2 separate regions of the Mus musculus genome follow, and region 2 is linked to region 1. A link is a contact called in public HiChIP or PLAC-seq data. All regions are on one chromosome and are shown on one strand. Each heading gives the region's core, a stretch centred on a gene start, on an enhancer-like site or on the middle of the called end of the contact. The rest is flanking DNA. Distances are from core to core; before and after follow the strand shown.

Evidence for each region. HiChIP or PLAC-seq counts read pairs in DNA pulled down with a chosen protein or histone mark.
Region 2: an H3K4me3 HiChIP or PLAC-seq map of neural progenitor cells shows a contact between it and region 1, with 3 times the contacts expected there. The contact joins the promoter of Psmd1 here to the enhancer-like site in region 1. A contact is called at or near these places in 5 of 39 promoter capture datasets (the HPC-7 cell line, embryonic stem cells, hippocampal neurons and 1 more), 12 of 484 Hi-C or Micro-C datasets (B cells, CD4 T cells, the CH12 cell line and 7 more), 12 of 115 datasets of contacts at active chromatin or transcription factors (the SCID.adh cell line, T-cell acute lymphoblastic leukemia, astrocytes and 5 more) and 1 of 9 other capture datasets (adipose tissue).

What each region holds. Positions count from the first base shown.
Region 1 is chr1:86,006,521-86,009,687 of GRCm38.p6, forward strand. No RefSeq gene overlaps it. Among named protein-coding and RNA genes, the nearest start is that of Spata3, 14 kb to the right of the region's middle. Within about 2 kb of position 1,496, at least 18 of the 459 cell types and tissues checked have an H3K27ac peak or open chromatin away from gene starts, as enhancers often do. A contact at or near this core is called in the CH12 cell line, memory CD8 T cells and neural progenitor cells, where this site is marked.
Region 2 is chr1:86,062,933-86,066,099 of GRCm38.p6, forward strand. Psmd1 (proteasome (prosome, macropain) 26S subunit, non-ATPase, 1) reads left to right here and starts at 1,687. Exons shown (of 25, transcript NM_027357.2): 1 at 1,687-1,873. The coding sequence starts at 1,858.

The DNA of each region.
Region 1 (3,167 bases), core at 246-2,745:
TGCCAGATTTGGGCCTGTTCTGTCCATGATGCCTAGGGAATGAAAGCCACAAAAATCAATACCAGAAGCTAAAATGCCTGTGGTCAACGTCATCCTGTAAGGTTTAAAGCATAAAGCAAGGGAGCTGGCACCTCCATGGTTCAGAGAAAAACCAACTAACCATCGCACACTGCAAGCGGGGCTCCTGCACCTTGGGCGGGTCTAGTTTGTGGTATGGATGGGAAATAGCGAGGAAAAAACATGCTAAAGAGATCTTTCTCTCTTTCTCCTCCACGCCAAGATTTTGTAGCTTCCCTACACTGTGGGGAGGAATTCACAGCATGCCATGTTTGTGGATGAGCCCTTTACAACTCTTTGGGCCACAGAGCAGAGCAGGTGCTGGGTTCAAGTCACCAGGTGAAGAAAAGGGACAGGAGATGAAGTCCACACCTGTAGTCTTACTACTCCAAGGGATTCATTCAGAGACCACTCGATCCCTTTGCACAAAAGGAATTATGGTGAAAAATTAACACCGAGCTAAATCACCTCTTTGTCCTCTCTGTTTTCTGGTCTTCCAGGCTGAGACTCTTCCCTGACTGATTAAAATGTCCCCCAAACACAGCTCTTCCTTCCTGGGCAATTGTTCTCTCATCCATAGATTCTTTCATTCTGTGGATTCCTGGATCTATATCATAATTCCTCCACCACCACCCCCCATCCTCCCAGCTCCTCAGGCACCTCCAACTGCATCTCCCAAAACCCTCACAACCCCTCCCCAAAGCAGTCCAGGGTTGTAGTGTGTGCCTGGGAGTAGGAATGGATCTCTGTGCCAGCACCTGGCCTCTCCCTTTGGCAGGCATCACTGCCCCAAGAAAGATGGATAATAGCTGTGAACTGGGTAACTTGCCTTCCTTTCTTCTAGAATTCGGAAGCTTTGGACATCATTCGGAGCTTTTTAAACTGCACCCCCTGCTAAGCCCCAGGTGAGGCCACAACTCACTAGGGGCCTCCTAGTGTCGGATGAATTAAAAATATTCGCTGAACAGCTCTTACTCAGGACACACAAGGCCAAAGGTAAGGGCACAAACTCAAGTGTTATAGGAAAGTAACAATGACTTCACACCTACTCTGCACTCTCTCCCTTCTATCTTGTCTCCCTCCTATCTTGTCTCCCTCCTCTCTTCCCTGAGGGCAAGAATCGCCATCCCTTTCGGATCTTTGGAGTCAGCTGAGAGTTGAGGCTTCCAAGACTGGAACTGGGTCCCCAGGAAGAATGAAAAGGAAAAGAGATACACGTAGGAATGAAACCCCCAGGCAACAATAGGCTGACCTCTCTCTTCCAACCCCACGCACTCCTCTAGCCAAAAAAAAAAAAAAAACAACGGTCCTGAAGCTTTGAAGACAAAAGCAGAGGACAAACTTTGAAGAGAGTTCCAAGTTTGCATACACCAGTCCCGCCCCTAGGGAATTCCCAGGGTAAACCTAGATCAAAGAACGGGCTACAGTGCCTCTGGTCTTCTAACCTGCAGCCATGCAGTGCCCCCTAGTGGTAGCGGTCTCTTTTGGTTTCCCTAACTCGGCAGAGGACATCTGATTCTTCTTTAGATAGACTTGAAGTCCTTTCTCTTTTCCCTTTTCAAAAGAAATGTGCTTCATGTGAGTTGAGAAATATGTACAATTTCTGTATTATGTATATTACAAATTCTAAAAATTAAAATACCATACACTTATTTTTTTCAAAACACAAAGAAAATCTTATATCAATTTTGTCAAATAAAAATTAAGGGCATACAGTTAAATTTGGATTTAAGAGCCATAAAAGCAAATTGCATGGAGCAATTATTTTATAAATGATGTAAAATGCAAGTTTAAGTGCCTTTTTGTGTGTTCATTTGCTAAGTCTGGCCACTCCATACCTTTAATATAGTTTTCCCTTTCCTGATGGAGGTTTTTACTAAATCAAGGGGTGGTACTTACTCATAAGGCAAATTGTTCAGCATCTTAATTTCCCTACTTATGGCCTGCCATAAACATCTCTCCTTGTACCAAGTGTTTTCTTTAATGACCTGAACTTTTAGATATCTGGAGATGACTGTAGTCTTTCAAGTTCTTTTATTCCCAACCCAAGAGTCCTTTCTGTTCCTTTCCTGGCTGTGACCCTTCTGAGGACACAATTGTTGTAACACAAATAAGGACAGGTGGGACTTTCCTCCAACTGTGGGTCTAATCCCAGCCATCAGTTCTGTTGTCTTGTACATTGCCTGGAACTGCTCAGTCAAGCTTCGATTGTGACACAGGGTAATAGTAACTGTGGCAATCATTGTGGGGTCCAGTCTGTCTTCTCCTACTAGATGACAACCTCCACATGCTCAAAAAACTTCTCATGCCCATTAGCATCTCTATCCCATTTTTATAGGATATGTTCAAATTGCTTGTACAGGACAAACATTCAAAAACTTCATGATAAAAACTATAACCCAGGGGCTGGAGAGAGGGCTCAGTGGTTAAGCGCACTCACTACTGTTTCAGAGGTTCTGAGTTCAATTCCCAGCAACCACATGTTGGCTCACAACCACTTGTAATGGGGATCTGATACCCTCTTTTGGTGTGTCTGAAAACAGTGACAATGTACTCACATACATTAAATAAATAAATAAATCTTTAAAACAAACAAACAACAAAACCAAAAAACTATACCCTAGGAAAGGTAAGAGTCTACCATGGCTGAGGTTCAGGGATAGAGTCAGGGGGAAAAGTGAGGGTTTGGGATCTCTGTAGAGCGAAAGATGGCTTTGGGTCAGACATACTGAACTTGGTTCCCTGCTCTGCCATTTTCTGGTTGTATGATTTGATCATCTCATCTTATGATACATCACAACCTCACTGGCTTAAACCGGTACATCCTTGCCACTTTCCAGTTCTGGTGGTTGACTTTAACTCTGAGATGCAGTCCCTTTTAGAGGTGGAGAGAGTCCATTTCTTCACCTCTCCAACCTCTAAGACCTGACCTTCAAAGGCTCCATTTGACCTTCAAAGCCAACGTTCTGACTTTATTTCCTCTACCTCTCCTTTGAGGATCTTTGGGGTTAGAACAGACCCACCTGGAGAAATTCAGAATAACTTGTTTTAAAACCATGTGTAACCTTTCATCCCCTTCCTTGCCTTGGGTAACCTAACATGTTCATCAT
Region 2 (3,167 bases), core at 437-2,936, 57 kb after region 1:
GTATTAGCAGTTCCAGGTGTCAAGTTTTAAGTCTTATGGGGGTTCTGGATGTAGTTCAGTTAAAGTGTTGCTTATCTAGCATGCATGAGACCCTGGTTCAGTTGTCAGCGCTGCAAAAAACAGATATTGTGGTGCACACCTGTAATCCCCCGCATTCCCCAATCAGACCTTGATCAGAAGTTCCAGGACCTCCCAGCTACAAAGAAAGCTTGCAGACCACCTGGGCTATTGTATAGGATCCCCCACCCCATTCTCATTGTTTATTTATGATAGACTAGTTCATTCATTATCATAATAAAGTACTGTGAAGTTTTTGTATTTTAGAGACAGGCTTTCTATTTTTAAAGAGGTATTTATTACTTATTTGTGTGTGTCTATGTGCCCATGAGTATAGGTACCTGTGGAGGCCAAAAGAGAGCATCAAACCCCCTGGAGCTGGAGTTACAAGTAGTTGTGAGCTACTCGATGTGGGTGCTCAGAATTGTACTTGGGTTCTCTGGAAGCTTAACCACTAAAGGCAACTCTCCGAACTGCCACCAACCCAGCCTTTTTAAGACAGGGTCTCACAATTGACTCCTCCTTCACTAGAATTCACTATGGAGATGAGGCTGGCCTGGAACTCACAGAGATCTGCCTACCATTGCCTCCCAAGGGGTGTACCACCATGTTTGACACCTGGACAGTCTATTTTTGTGTATGTTCATATTTGGGGGGAGGGGGGCCTTCGCTGGATGAGGCTGTACGAAAGACACAGGCATGGAGGCAAGTTTGTGTCAAACATATACACATGTATATGTATATACACATATATACACATATACGCAAGTAGGCCGGAGGTTGACATTGGGTGTCTTCCTCAATTGCTCTCCCACTCTTCCTTCCCTACCCCCACACTCCTCAAGGTCTTACTTTGTAGCTCTGGCTGTCCTGGAACCCACTTGTAGGCCAGGCTGGCCTTAAATCCACAGAGATCTTCCTGCCTTTTCCTCTGCTTCTTGAGTGCTGTGATTAAGGTGTGAACCACAACACCCAGCCACTTTATTTTTTGGAAACAAGAGTCTCTTACTAGACCAGGAGCTCACCAACCGGCTACACAGGCCGGCCAGCAAGCCCCAGATATCCACCTGCCTTCACCTCCCCCAGCACTGGGTTTACACCGGCCACTGGGAATCCTAACTCAACTTCAGGTCTTCATGCTTTTATGGCAACCACTTAAGCGACCAAGTCGCCTTTCCAGCATTATCCCACCACCACCTTCCCCTACTTTGATAGCAGATCTTTTATAGCCCAGGCTGGCCTCGAATTCAAGATCCTTCTGCCTCAGTCGCTTTTCTAAGAAAATACTTCCCTGTAGTCTTGGGTTGGTGGGCATTATTGCAGTGAGACCTCCATAGCCTTAGGTGGCGCTGCGAGCAATGCTTATACCTCCCCTAACACTCATTCTCTTAGCAATGGCGGGTGATGAGTGGGCCTCTCTTTGCAAGGGTGTCTATTTTGAAGCCTGATTGCAACTAGAAATGAATGTCCGTTCGCAGCCGGCCAGATCTCTGACTTCACGGAGAGTTATAAAAAACAACGACATGTTTTTTTACCTTGTTGCATGATCTCGAGAGGCGGAAGCTGCATAAAAGACACAGCGTGGCGGTGAATTTGAGCCAAGCCTCAGGCGGAGATGCGGGCAGCCCTAGGGCGGGCGGGGTCCTCGGCTAGAAGCGAGCCGGCGGCCTGTGGAGGGGACTGACTGAGCAGCGCACCCGGGACCCTGGAGGTGCGGTAGAGCAAGCGGGCCCTGAGCTGACAGATCCAGGGCTTGGCCAGGACTGTGGACGAGTGGATCGGCGAGTGCAGGGCGCAGCCATGATCACTTCAGCCGGTGAGTGCTGCCGGGAGCAGGCGCCCCAGTGAGGAGCCGCCGCCGCGCCGGCGTTTAGCTGAGTCAGGGCGGGTGACTGGGCACCTCCGGGTCGAGCGCCGGCCTGCGAGGCCCCTCTGCCCGAGGCCCACCTCGGGGATCGAGGGCTGGGAAACTGGCCAGGTCACTGCAGGCCCCTGGGGTTCGTAGGAATAGGACCAGGTAGCCACCCGGCCGTCCCTCTCCAGCCACACCCCCGTTCCAGGACCAGACCGGGCTCCTAGGCGGTCGCTGGACCTTTATTCTCTGTCCGCTTCTTGGTCGAGTGACCCCCCAATCCTTCCCCGCAGGTGTTTCGGTTTGGGATGGGCCCCGGTGTCATCGTAAGCATCTTATAGCAGGTCCTGGCCTGGCAGCCTAACTGCTACACTAAGTGCTTCTGGCTTGTGCATGAGATATCTTCTCCTGGAAGTCCGAAATTAGGTTTGAGGTGGCTGGGTTTTTGGTGCTACCGTATTCACCTAAGAACCTCGTTCAGTGAAGGCAGCATTGACTGGAGAGCCACCTTACTGTGTGTGTTTAGATCCTCAGGACTGCAAAGCAGGTTTCGCACACTTGTATGGTAGATACTTGTAATGGCTTTTGAAATGGGAAGGTGTGGAGGGAGATGAACTTCTACATGGAGATTTTTCAAGCCCACTACAGACTTGAACTGCGTATAGCTGTTCCCAGTCTCGATGCTTTCTCAGCCCTGGCTGCTTGCGTACCCTTGCTTGGTTGTTATTCCTATTCTGTACTTGTTCTACAAGTATTTGATTTTGAACAAACGGGTTCTCAGTAGACAGTATGCTGTACGGTGGGGAGGGTCTCACTGTGTAGCTCTAGCTGTCCTCGAACTCACTGTGTAGACCAAGCTGACCTCAAACTCACAGAGATCTCCTGCCCCTGCTTCCTAAATACTAGGATTAAAAATGTGTAGTGTACTACTACACTCTGTGCTGGTTATTTTTAAACACGTGAAGAAGTGTTTGGACTTGAAGTTAGACTTTTGTCCTGATAGAGACAGATGATTGCAATGAATTTTAGTTCCCATCAAAAGAAGCATTTTCTTTTCTTTTTTCCAATTAGCTCTGGAGGAAAATACTAGATTTTTTGCCACTTGTAAGAATAGGCTTAGGCCCCGCCATTACCACTGGTCTTCAAAGTGGTGGCTTCACTGATCATAGTTGTGTGGGTGCTTAATAGAATACTGTTAGGGTGGACGCAGAGATAGCCACCTCATTTGGAATGTGGTCCAGGCCACCTTTGTCTCTTG